Linked DNA regions of Sus scrofa: region 1 is linked to region 2. A link is a contact called in public Hi-C data. All regions are on one chromosome and are shown on one strand. Each heading gives the region's core, a stretch centred on a gene start, on an enhancer-like site or on the middle of the called end of the contact. The rest is flanking DNA. Distances are from core to core; before and after follow the strand shown. Region 1 holds the start of SLC16A12 (monocarboxylate transporter 12). Region 2 overlaps SLC16A12 (monocarboxylate transporter 12).

What was found. Hi-C and Micro-C count contacts between places; a contact is called where the count stands out from the background.
Region 1: a Hi-C map of liver shows a contact between it and region 2, with 4 times the contacts expected there. The contact joins the promoter of SLC16A12 here to the enhancer-like site in region 2. A contact is called at or near these places in 2 of 5 promoter capture datasets (both in liver), 8 of 47 Hi-C or Micro-C datasets (embryonic fibroblasts, fetal liver, liver and 1 more) and 1 of 2 datasets of contacts at active chromatin or transcription factors (skeletal muscle).

Annotation. Positions count from the first base shown.
Region 1 is chr14:101,365,615-101,372,318 of Sscrofa11.1, forward strand. It overlaps SLC16A12 (monocarboxylate transporter 12), which reads right to left and starts at 2,736. Exons shown (of 7, transcript XM_013983535.2): 1 at 2,241-2,736. LOC110256785 (a long non-coding RNA gene) reads left to right here and starts at 2,897. Exons shown (of 3, transcript XR_002338770.1): 1 at 2,897-4,811.
Region 2 is chr14:101,315,182-101,321,990 of Sscrofa11.1, forward strand. All of the region lies in intron 1 of SLC16A12 (monocarboxylate transporter 12), which reads right to left. Among named protein-coding and RNA genes, the nearest start is that of SLC16A12, 50 kb to the right of the region's middle. Within about 2 kb of position 5,245, at least 2 of the 83 cell types and tissues checked have an H3K27ac peak or open chromatin away from gene starts, as enhancers often do. A contact at or near this core is called in liver, where this site is marked.

The sequences.
Region 1 (6,704 bases), core at 1,486-3,985, 48 kb after region 2:
TGACATGGGGGCACCAACACTATTGAGAAAACTAATCCTCTCAGGCTTCATTAAGTTTGATGTCACAACAAGGTCCTTGCACCAAAGGAAATGTAATTTCAGGGACTCCAAAAGAACATACATAAAATAACCAAACGTGGGAACTTCTATTCATGTAGAGTTCTCATCCATCTGTTCGTTAAAGTCAAAATAACTTTATCTGAATTTTCCACGATTATAAAATCAGCAAAATCACCGGATTCCAAGGAAGATAATTTGGAATATTTATGGTCATTTCCCTACTTTAAACAAAACTGAAATTCTCTTCTCTCTGCCAAACAAAACCCTGGAAAAGTTCTAGTGAAAACCGTAACTTGAGGTCCATAGGATCAAAGGTCTTTGTTTCGTTCACTGACAAAACTCAAGTGAACAGAACAGCACTGATCATATAGCAGGCATTCAATAAATACCTTTAAACTAAATTGAAAAAGTTTTTTAAAAAGGCAATGTACTACTAAAACGCTAAATAAGTCTGTTTGAAATTCCTTTCTCAGCTTTGTTATAGGTCATGGTGTTAATCACAACAGACAAATTGTCCTCATATAAGCCACTTTTCTCAAGCCTGCTCCAAAGTCACAAATCATACTTTTAACTCTAAACAATCATCACCACAGGGAGGTAAAAATCAGAAGAGACTCCAAGGAGGGATGAGGGTAAATTTTGTCCAACTGTTTTGATTACTTTTCTTCTCTTGGAAGGTCACCTGGGATGTATTTGCATATTCATCTTCTCATAAGAGGAATGTATTATATAAAATTATGGGTTTGTATTTTTTTTAATTATACTACAAAAGTGGTTTAACTAACCTCTCATCTATTTCAGAATCCCACCAGTTTTTTTTTTTAAGACAGATAAAGAAAAAAATAAGAACAGGAAAATGATATGATTAAGTGATTCTAGTCATCATTTTTGTTCAAAATGCCTAGAAGCAACATGCTTTGAAAAATGAATTGAGTCAGAGAGAGAGGGCCTGGATTCTGGTGTGGCTCCATCACTAATGAGTTTAACCAAATCTTGCAGGAAACTCAGCTTCCCTGGCTGGAGTTGAAGAGTTTGACTGGATGATCTCTAAAAACCTTTACAATCCCCAAAATCCTGTTATTCTAAGTGACCAAATCCAGTCACTTATCACTCCTCGGGAGAGTCAAACGCCATCTGCCTAGTTTGGCATGACATGGTGATCTCTGATACCCTTGGAGATAGTGTGGTTTTAAATTTGGAAGTCTGAAGACTTTCCTCCTGGGTTAAGCTGATGGAGCCACCAGAATGCCCAGCTCTCGAGCAAAGGAAACATTAAGTTGAACTAATTCTGAGTCCCTTCAGAATGGAAGGCTTAAACCAGTGTCCTACCAGGTCCCAACTGACTCAACACTTTGTTTTTTGTTTGTTTGTTTGTTTTTAAGGAAAAAAATAAGTTACAAGAGGTTCAGAAAGTTGATTTGTGAAACCCAAAGGCTAACCAAATAGCCCAGGACTTGCTGGAATTGTGCTTTTAAATTTTGCCACGAATACCTTTCCCTGAGTCTGCACTACAGATATCACTGATTTTCTTTAAGGTCAAGAAGCAACACAGAAATTAAGTCAATTGAAGGTTTTGCCCCCCCCCTCCCCATGAGGGACATGAGGAAGAGTTAAAAAGATAGAAAGAAGATACTCTGGACACGTAATCCAGAAGAAAGGCAGTCTCCCCTGCCTGAGAAGTCTGCATTTGGAAACCCCAGGAGATGAGGATCAAAGCCGCTCCCTCTCCAGCCACCTGCCCAGAAACTGCCCGAGGGCCGGCCCTACGTAGTCGGGGCCAGTGGGCACGTGTCTCCCGCCTGACCCAAAAGGCGCTTGGAGGGACCGGGTTGCGCTGGCGGGCTCCCCCAGCGTCTCCGGGCGCGGGGGCGGAGGGGAGCCAAGGGAGCGCCCTCAGCCAACCTCCGCCCACCCAGCCCTAGAGCCCGCCGCCCAAGCGCAGGATGCCCAGGTCACCTGTGCCACTGCGTCCTCTGCACAGCCGAGCCGGGAAGCAGGCAGGGGGTGAGCCGGGGGGATCCCCGGCCCCCGCGCTGGGGATCCGGGCGCCAGAGTGGCCGGCCAGGAGACTGCGCCCCAGCAGCCCGGCGGGCCAGGCTCCAGTGCTCCGCTGCCCGCCCAGACCTTGCAGACCCCCTGTCCGCCCTTCCCCTGCCCGCCGGGCCCCGCCACATGCTCACCTCGCGTGGACCGCTGCAGCCCGGGCGGTGGCGCGCGGACATGCCCCCGGGGCGCACCCAGCGTGCCGCGTGCCCGCGCGGTGGCCCCTTCCCCAGCCCCAGGCTCCGCGGTCCGCGCTTCGGAAGGGCGGGGAGCCGACGGGGCGGAGGCACGGGCGGGGCAGGAGCTGGGGGTCCCCCGCAGGCCGTGCGGGAGGCGGAGAGCGTGGAGGGGAGAATTGCAGTGCTCGACTCCCCCGGAAATGCACCGGCAAGTTCAGCGCCCCCAGCTATGCCGTGGACTCTCTGCCCCTCGGGTGAATGGACTTATCACCGGGCTCCGCACTACGTCCGGCGCCCTGGAGAGTGGTGAGGGGCGCGTGGGAGGAGGGCCGCCCCGCGGTTATGTAATAGACCGGCCCGCTGTGACCCGAGCCAACTCGCTTGGGGGCTGCCCGACCCTCTCGGGGAACAGCGGTGCGTGCCCGCGACCCAGGCGAGCAGTGGAGGGCCAGTGTTCTCAAAAAGAACTTTCCCCTGCAGGGTCGAAGAGCGAGCTCTGGAGAAGGCATCCAAGGGCTCCCTGAGGTGTATTTGGCAGGGGTCTAGTCTCTGCTAGCCAGCCCGTCCCGTTTCACAGCACAGGAAACAGGCCGCCAAGCGTTAAAACACCGTCTCTTGGAGTAAGGTGGACCTAGATTCAGTGTTTCTGAAAACCTCGGGACCTTAGGCAAGTTACTTAAATCTCTGAGCCTCAGTTTCTTCACCTGCAAAACGGCAATAGTAATTGTCCACTTCCTGTGGTTGCTGAGGCTAAAATGAGTGAGGCGCAGATTACACGCCCCCAGTAAACGGTACTGCCCTTGATTGTGCGAAGATTCGCCCTACTCCCCTTAGAGTCAGCTGTCTCCCTGGCTTGACGAAGGAGCTACCGGAGACCACCAAGAGGCACCCCAGGTAGACAGGTGCCCTGCTAACCTTCCTGTAAATTAGGCTCCCTGTCAGGAGCAAAGGCTTCGGAACTGACTACGTCTGATTTTAACTTCTTGGGGTCGACATGGTTGCTACTCACTGTCATCATCTGGGACTTTGCTTGAAATGCAAAACCTCAGGCCCAACCCCAGGAGGCTTCTAAGAAGAATCCGTAGGTGGTTCAGTCGGTTGTATGTCAAAGTTTCAAAATGAGTTCGACCTTTTGGAAAATTTGAGAAGGGGGCTAGAAAGTTATTGTGCTGCTCAGTGGCCACATAATACCTTAGGGTATTTTTAAAATAGACTACCAAAGCCCTTCCTCATTTTACACTCTGGCTGTTCTGTCCCTTCCTCTCTCCTCCTTCTCCTGCTCTTTCACTATAAATCTGGATCGAGGTCCTCTTTTCACTTGCAAAATCCTCTAGGTTACTTGTAAGTAATGATTAGTGAAGTTGGTCTAAAACACACAGAAGAATTAGCAAATATGGCTTGTAAAAGAATTCATTAACATTCAAAAGGGACTTAAAATATTAAGGCAGTGGTGAGCTCCGGGCTCTCATCTGTGAAGGTCTTTAGGTTAAAGGCTTGAATACCTTTGCAAGTCAGAAAAATTCTTCTCTTAGTTAAACATTGTTGTGGGTGGCAAAGAAGCCCCACTTTACATTTAAATAATGTAGGACAACTAGTTCCTTTAAAAAGTTTTGAAGAATAGAAAAAAACTTCACAGGCTTTCTTCCTTCTAAGTCACTAGTTATAGGGGCTCTAGCAAAGCCCAAAGCAATTGTTTTATTTTATTTTTTTTGTTTGTTTGTTTATTGTCTTTTTAGGGCCATACCTGCAGCATGTGGAAGTTCCCAGGCTAGGAGTCGAATCAGCGCTTCAACCTACACTGTGGCTCATGGCAACACTGGATTAACTAGTATGGATACTAGTCGGGTTCATTATCCCTGAGCCACAACGGGAACTCCCCCAAAGCATTTCTTTTAGGTCACTGAATGCTGTGTGTTTGCGTTGTTCAGATTAGGTTCGGCCGATCCTATCTCTGGCAGAATGATTTTCATCTTTTGAGAGGTGAGTTAATTGTGGATTGTTGATGCTCGTGCTGATAGTGCCTGATAAAGAAGGTTACTCCCATCTGCCTTTCCCTTGCCCCCTCCCCCACCCAAGGCTGCTGAACAAGCTGGTACCATGGGGAGGTAGAACAGGGGAAGATGGAATGAGGCGAGGAACCTCCATTCTCTGAGGCTGGAGGGTCAGAGGATCTGGGAAGGGGAGGAGAAACCCTCCTGCTTGTCTTGGAACCCAACCAGGGAAGAAGGAGGAAATGCAACATTTCTCCCAAACAGCACTATCCAAAAGAATTTTCTGCAATGATGGAAATGTTTACACAGTCCAAAATGGCTATAAAAATGTGGCTGTTTACATTTAAATTTTAATTAAAATTCAGGCTTTTTGTGTGTTTGTTTCTTAGTGCTAGTCTATTGCAATAACCACTTTTCAAGTGCCCTGTACTGATGGGTGGCTAGTAGCTACCATACTGGACAGCATATAAGACATTTCCTTCATCATGGGAAGTTCAATGGGACAGCAGTGCCTAGATGCCAGGATTGGAGTGAGAAGGTGAGCCCAGATATTTCAGCCTTTCCAAATTCCCTAGTCAGAATCTCATCTGTCCTAAGGCACCTAAAGGAGGTGATAATTAAACCTAGGCCATTGAGTCCTTGTGAGACTCAAAATGAGATAATGCATAGAATGCACTGAATGCCATGCCCTGCACATTGGAAATGTGCAAAAAATCTTAACCAGTATTAGTATTAATAGTCATTGTATATTTTAAAAAGTTGGGGTGACCCAGTACTACAGTTGCATTAATATCAGTTAAATAACCTTTGGCCGATGTTGTCAGCCACTCTGGTACTTCAACTGCCTTTTTTTTTTCCTTTCTTTTTTTTGGGGGGGGGCACCCCCATGGCATGTGGAAATTCCCAGGCTAGGGGTTGAATCAGAACCATGGCCACCAGCCTATACCACAGCGACAGCAACATGGAATCCAACACAATAGCTCACGGCAATATTGGCTCCCAGATTCACTGATCGAGGCTGGGGATCAAACCCTCATTCTCATGGATACTAGTCAAATTTGTTTCCTCCAAGGCACAATGGGAACTCCCTCAGCTACCACAGCTGTGCTCCCTTCCCGGGGCTCTTCTTCTCTTCTCTGAGCTGGGCACTACGTGCACTGTTTTGGCCTGGAGGCACAGCATACTTGGTCAAATCTCTACCATTTGTATGCAATAAATAACAAGTGTGTTAACTAAAATCACATTGCACCATGGTTCAGGAGAATCAATTTACAGATGAGATTCTCAGAAGCATGACACCTTAGGGTACATCCATTATGGAAGGAATTGTTTGTTCCTGTTATTTGGTCAAACAAGGATGTGTGGACTCAGCAGAGAGAAACGAGAACATTGGCTCCAGATAAGTAATATTTGGGGTGTCTCCGTCAGACTAGACGCTACCAGAAGGTTGGGGGTGGGCAGATGGAAACTTAAGGCTTTTGCTTAAATAGAATTTAAAAGTGCACTTCCATGGCTAATAAGGATTCTAAGGATAACAACGAACAGCATAAAAAAAAGATGCCAGTATTTTATGCTGTTGGTTCTGCAAATGAGGCCAGTACATAGAATGGGAGATTGTGAAATTCTTCCCCAGACAACAAGAAACAGAGTTCTGAGTAAACTTCTCAAATTCCTTTTCTTCTGACTTCTTCAATAAGATCACTTCCTGTGGGCACCTTTTAGATCCCAGTTTCTTAACTGTCTTCTTTGGTTCCTTTTTTATCGCTTTACTTCTTATGAACATTTTCTTAGATTTCAGTGCCTATTTCCCTGCTCTCCTTTCTTCACTCATATTTCCATCCCCCCTTGTCATGAGTGTGGCTAACACCTGCTTGACAGAGGCAGTGCATTTCCAATTTCTGACCTTGCTCTGAACTCCAGTTCTTGTCGCCAGACCCCCAGTGGATATTGTCACTTAACTCCTCCCCACTCCATCACTTCAAGTGTCAACCCATCAGGAACTAAAGTTGTCATTACAGTCTTCTCTAGCTCCCTGCAAACTTTCTAGTTTCTCTTCTCTAACATCACTGCCTTGGTCTCTGGCACTAAAACTGTCTCATTGAGAGAATGCCTTGACACTACAGAATCATTTTAACCCATTTTTCTTCTTCATGATGTCATAGTATATTGAAAGACACTGAATTTGGAATTGTGGGACCAAAATGAAAAACTCACTTTTGCGCAGTTTCTGTTGTGGCTCAGTGGTAACGAACCCAACTAGTATCCATGAGGATGCAGTTTCAATCCCTGGCCTTGCTCAGTGGGCTAAGGACCCGGCGTTGCTATGAGCTGCAGTGTAGGTCGCAGACTCAGCTCAGATCTCGTGTTGCTGTGGCTGTGGTGTAGGCCAGCAGCTGCAGCTCTGATTCAACCCCTAGCCTGGAAACTTTCA
Region 2 (6,809 bases), core at 3,995-6,494:
ACAAAGGCCTTGGAAGTAGTTTCCAATGTTTTTGCACATGAATTCCCTTTTTACCTCTTAAAATATTTCTTTAGCCAATGAAGGCAATTGATGTTTTTAGAATGAGTTATCTGTGAATGAAGAAAACATGTAAAGACAAGAGTTAAAATGAATTTCATGGTATTTTCAAATACCTTTTTTAAATGTTATGAGTCACTAAGACACTCACAGACATTTGAAGAATTGTGATAACTGTGTAAGATACTATTCTGTCCACTGACAGAATGCTGTCATGTGCATGTGGATTTGCACACCCTGTACTCATTCTGTTGTCTCCTCCAATGCCTGAGACCTCCAGATTATTAAACAGCCCTTGCCGTGTTTATTAAGGGTAGGGCTAGTGCCTTGAAGAACATAAATTCCTTCTGGTTTACTAGGTATATTATTTAGTCAAGGTCCCAGTAGGAACTGGAAAACTGAGGAGACTTCCACGCAGATATTACTTATGAAGATGGGAGCAAGTATTTGTAAAATCTAACCAAGGTCAGTAGAGTCCCCTGGGGCCAGTAACATTACCACTTCTAGGCCTGAGAAGCAAAGGGAGAGAGCAATTACTGGAAACTTCTACAGGGTCACTGGATAAAGGAAAGCAGCCAGTCCACAAGGATCTGACAGTAGAAGAACCAAGGAAATAAATGCACCAACCTCACTCTCCTCCTACCTTCCAAGTGCCATCAGTGGCTGAATGCAACAGGAACCCAACCCAGCTTATACGTCAGCCTCCCAGGGCAGAGAGCTGGGTAGCGATGGGATAGAGGGGCAAATGGAAACTGTCCTGCACGCCAGGGCAACCTGTATGCTTGCCCTCAAGTGCACTAGAGCTGTGGTTAAAAACAAGGTCAAGTCCTGAGCCAATCAATGCTGGGTTTTGCCATCCAATTAGACCAGGCCAGTCAAGGTTACAACTCAAATCTTTTGGTGTATTTCAAATACAAAACTCAACTGTGGAACCGACTTCCTCCTTTTGTTGCCCATATTTAGACGTTCCCTTAGTTTTAGCCAGTGATCCCCTTTAAAAGGGCAACTCTGGGAGTTCCCGTGCTGGCTCACGATAATGAACCCAACTAGTATCCATGAGGATGAGGGTTCAAACCCTGACCTTGCTCAGTGGGTTAAAGATCCATCATTGCCGTGAGCTGTGATGTAGGTCTCAGACTCAGCTCAGATTTGGTGTTGCTGTGACTGTGGTAGAGGCTGGCAGCTACAGCTCGGATTCAACCCCTAGTCTGGGAATATCTATATGGAGCAGCTATGGCCCTAAAAAGACCAAAAAAAAGGCGGGGGTGGGGGGCAACTCTAGGATCTGCATCTCTTCTTCCCATCTTTCTCCCAAGTTGTTCTCCCAAGCCTATAAGGTACCTCAACCTCACATGTTTTAGCACTGGCTATTCTCTTCCTGGAAACATTTTATTTTCAAGCTTTCACCATTTTCCAACTAGTGTTGAGTATTTGACTTCTCCCCAAGTCTCTCAAGTGAGTCCAACTCTTACCACTTCTGCTGGTATCCTCCCCATATCTGCCCTCCGTTTTTAGTTTCCCATGACCTTGTACCTGAACAAAGTCAGAGCCTGTCCCAGCTGGCCTGGTTAATCCGGACTCTACCACTCAGAGTTTTAGACCTTCTCTGCACTTACTAATTATGACTCAGGGTCTCAGTGCCTCAGTTTCCTCATCTGTAGGGTAGATCCATGGAGGGTAACTACACCTGGGGACAAAGATATCCTCTCCATGACTGCACATGGCAGAAACTCCCGCAAAGCTTGCACCCCTGGCCTCTCTCTACTCCTCACTTACTTTTCTCTGCAGGAAGAGGGGACAGTTATCTGACTCTTGGGCTTGGGAGAAACAGGTGCACGTGCTCAGCTTTCTTTTTTCCCCCTGTTTTTTCCCTACTTGAGATCTGCCTACTAGTAAAGTGTGCTCATCCTTCTCAGCTCTTCCACCCTATAAATTAAAAGGAGGCAGGCACCCTTGAAAGGAGGCCAGTGGTTGTTTGAGGGCTGCCAGGAATGGTGACTGGGTAAGTCCATCTTTTATGGGGGTAGAGTGCTGCAGTCCTGCTTGGCTGGTGGTTCTAAGCCTCATTCCCCAATTATCAGTGTTATTAGTGCATATGCCAGTATTGTGATTTCTGATTCCTGTTTTCACCTCTAAATTGGTTTTGAATGTAGTGAGAAGACAAGTGTTTTGGTTTTGTTCTTGCTTTTAGGGTTGCACCCATGGCATATGAAAGTTCCCAGGCTAAGAGTGGAATCTGAGCTGTAGCTGCTGGCCTACACCACAGCCACAGCAATGCCAGATCCAAGCCTCATCTTTGACCTACAACAGAGCTCATGGCAATGCCAGATCCTAGCCCACTGAGCGAGGCCAGGGATCAAAACTGCATTCTCGTGGGTGCTAGTCAGATCGTTTCCACTGAGCCACGACGGGAACTCCGACAAGTGGTTTTTATTAATCCTTTTGATCCCAGTTCCTACCTCATGGAGTTGTTGAGAAAATGAAATGAGATAACCCATAGTCTATTACAAAGCATAGGATCTACTCATAGTAGGCATTCAAGGAAATGTCACCTCTTTTTACTATTATTGTTGTTGTTGTTACAGACTGCCTCCATGAGACTTAGGAAAGGGATAGGAATTTAAAAGTTCAATATCCTATGATTATCATAATATTTTCTATCAAGATAGTGTGGGAGAATAACAGTTACAACCAGCAGAACGTTGTAAACAGCAAAAGAAAATCTATTGCCATTTCTTCTCCAAAGACTTCATTGACATGTGTGCTGAAGCTGGGTATGAAAATTTTCTGAAAGACCATTTCTCTGAAGAGGCTTCCAAGAGGCCCTTAGGCCATGATACAGCTGTAAATAGTAACATAACTTGGCTCAGAAAAAAAAAAAAAAAAAGTTTTAAAAAGAAAAAAGAAGCCCAGATTCCTCTGACAGGATACCCCTCTCTAAAGAGTTCCAAAGGTTTTCCCTGCCCTCGTTACATCGCTGCTCTTTGAGGCCGTTAAGACTGTCACAACTATGAATGCTGCATTACAGTTTAAGCAGATAGACCTGTGCACTTGGCCTGGGGTCAGACACGGCTGGCTTTGAATACCCAGAGCAGACCATTCATAGCTGTCTGACCTTAGCTTCCCGAGTCTGTCTCCTGTTCTGCACACTAGAGTTAATAGTTCCTCTATTACAGCTTTAATAAGGATTAAAGAGCAAAATTCATGTAAAAGCGCCTGACACCTATTAAAATATTCACATAATAACCATACATTAACTTCCTTCCCTTTTATAACAGCAGATACATTTTCCGTCTTCATTTATTTCTTTCAATAATTTTCAAATTAAAATGTGAAGCAGACAAAGAAAAAAGCAAAGCAATGGTACAAGCTATACAATAGCATACAGTAGGCACTCAAAATACGCTTACCTAAGTTTTTTGTTTTGGGTTTTTTTTTTTTTTTTTTTGCTTTTTAGGGCCGCACCTTTGGCATATGGAAGCTCCCAGGCTAGGGGTCCAATCAGAGCTGCATCTGCCGGCCTACACCACAGCCACAGCCATGTAGGATCCGAGCCCATGACTGCGACCTACTGCAGCTCATGGCAATGCTGGATCCCTGACCCACTGAGTGAGGCCAGGGATTGAACCTGCATCCTCATGGATACTAGTCAGATTCATTTCCGCTGCACCACAAAGGGAACTCCCAGGCTTACCTAAGTTAAACTTATACCATTTACTAGTTTAAATAATGGCATGATTAGCAAATTATTAATAAATAAACATCTTTATCATAGGGGAAAGCAACCATGTTTCTCTTAGAGTGTCCAAAAGAAAAGAAGCTGAGCAGAGACCCAAATGTCAATTTTCTCTTATGACAAAGGGACAATACAAAAGAGCTAAATAATTGAATGAGGGAGAGTGGCAAAGAGAAAATGATGGGAGAAGAAATAAATCCAAGAAATGCTATGCTCTTTGAACATTAAACTAGTTTTCACTGCTTTGCAGTATTTGGTTGGTTCTTTTGAATTGCACATGGAAATTCTTTGCAGGCAAATATCTGTATATCACATATCTGTGTTCATGTTCTCTTCCCATTTTAGTGACTGTTCCTAAGTATTACACAAACGCTACATCCCACCCATGGATTATTATAAAGCCTTTACAAGTGCCAATTATGATGACTGTAGCAGTCACCCAATGCTGATGGGTGAATTCATAATCAGAACACAAAAAAATACAAGCTATGAATACAACTACAGAACATACATACACACAAGGACAAAATGAGAAAGAAATGCAGAGAAACAGAAAATAGTAGTGTGAGGAAAGTAAGGTTATGAATGATTTATTCCTGTATTTTCTGAACTTCTTGGAATATTCTTATAACCTTCTTATAAAAAGTAATAAAACTGCTTTTACATAGTTGTAATTAAGCGTGTCTTCCTATTTTATTTTTCCCATTCAACATCAATTCCTATACGCTTTTTTATACATTTGATAGAGCTGACATTTGTCATTTATACATTTACACATTTACCATCCATGGTTATGTTTGCCTTCTTCATTTAAGCTTGTCAAGACTTTATCCTCCTGGCATACTTAAGAGGGCTTTGCTTTGGAACCACACTCTTTTTTTCTTTTTTCTTTCTTTTTTTTTTTTTTTTCCTTTTGGGGCCACACCTGCAGCATATGGAGGTTACCAGGCTAGGGGTCTAATTGGAGCTATAGCTGCCAGCCTACACCACAGCCACAGCAACGCAGGATCCGAGCCTCCTCTGTGACCTACACCACAGCTACTGCAATGCCAGATCCTTAACCCAGTGGGCGAGGCCTGCAACCTCATGGTTACCAGTCATATTCGTTTCCACTGTGCCACAATGGGAACTCTGGGACCACACTCTTATATGTGGATTAAAAGTTACCCCTCATTTCTGTTCTGCCCCACAGGCTGGAAACAAGAAATCTATCTGCAAAAAGAGAAAGTTTAAAATAATGTTTTAAGGCTGTCTAAGGAAACAATCCCATTGACAGAATTTAGTTTGGATTTTTTTCCTCCAAAAAAGTGAATGTGTGTGTGTGTGTGTAAAATAAAGAAATTTATTCCAGTGAGGTCTTTCACTATAATTTTCAAAATTGTTTTCCTCTTACAAAGTGATGCAATATTTGATGAGTAAATAACAGGGAATGAAAAAGTTCACTTTAGGGCAACTGTACTAGACAGAATGTGAATCCCATGTTCTCTTTCATGGCATTTTAGGCTCAAGGATATTGCTCCCTTTTCTTTGATAAACTTCTTGAGAGAATGCTGACAATGACAAAACTGCCTTCGCCGAGGGCTAGGAGAAGAACGTATTACTTAATATTTTCAGGATAAAAATAGAGGTTTGACTTATACCGAATAGTTTTAGGATCTTAGAATGAGAATATAAAATAAACACTTTGATTTTTACAAAACAATTAATATTGAAATTGAAAATAATTAATACTGAAATTGAAATCGAAATTCAGTATAAGATTGAAAAGTACAGTTTCATCTCTAATCAATCTTAACCCCATAGTCTCACGTAGAAGAGAATGTTAAATAATACACATTTAATTTATTTGGCTTCTCTTTTCTCAAGAACACAACCAATCAAGAACACAGCAACAAAGGCTGGTAAATGGCCAAAGGCTACATTTCAAAGTCCAGTCTGTTTTTAACTGCGTCTTCTACACTAAAAAGTTTGGTTTTATGAGATTCATGCCCACCAATGATAAGCTATAATCAAAGCTATAATCACAGTGAGGGAGAAAAGCTGTCACACACAAATCTGTAAGCAAGTGTGAGGTCATTGTTAAGAGTCTAATGGCGGAGTTCCCGTCATGGCTCAGTGGTTAACAAATCTGACTAGGAACCATGAGGTTGCAGGTTCGATCCCTGGCCTTGCTCAGTGGGTTAAGGATGCAGCGTTGCCGTGAGCCGTGGTGTAGGTTGCAGATGAGGCTCGGATCCCACATTGCTGTGGCTCTGGTGTAGGCCAGTGGCTATAGCTCCGATTAGACCCCTTGCCTGGGAACCCCCATATGCCATGGGAGTGGCCCTGGAAATGGCAAAAAAAAAAAAAGTAAAAAGTCTAATGGCAGTAGGAGAGACCAAAAATGAAAAGAGAAAAAGACAAAAAAAGAAAAGAGCCAGGAAATTCAGCAGCTTGGAGTCATTTGGTGTAGAGGGAAATGCATCAACATGTCTTAGTCCAGAGTTTCCCAACTGCTGGACAGGGTTACAGGTAGGATAGGGATCTGTATTAGTCAGCTCAGGCTGCATAACAAAATAATAAATGTCAGGCTTAAACAGCAGACATTTATTTCTCATAGTTCTGGAGACTAGAAGACCAAGAGCAAGGTTCTGACAAGTCTGGTTTCTGGTGAGCGCATTCTTCCTGGCCTGTAGATGACCACCTTCTTGCTGTGTCCTCACATGGCCTTTCCTTGGCAGGTGTAGGGAGTAGTGGGGGTGGTGTTTGGCCAGTGGAAAGAGATATGGGGAGCTCTCTAATGCTTCTTCTTATAAGGACAATAATCCTATTAGAAAGGGCCCCACATTTATGACTTCACTGAACCTTAATTAATTCCTTAGGTGCCGTATCTCCAAATGGCTAATAGCGACACTGGTGGTCAGGGCTTCCACATACGAATTTGAAAGGGACACAAACATTCCATCCACAACAGGTTCCCTCAGTTGGCCAGTGCCCAGGCCAGGAACAGACTCACGGTTTACCCCAAGGTGGCTAA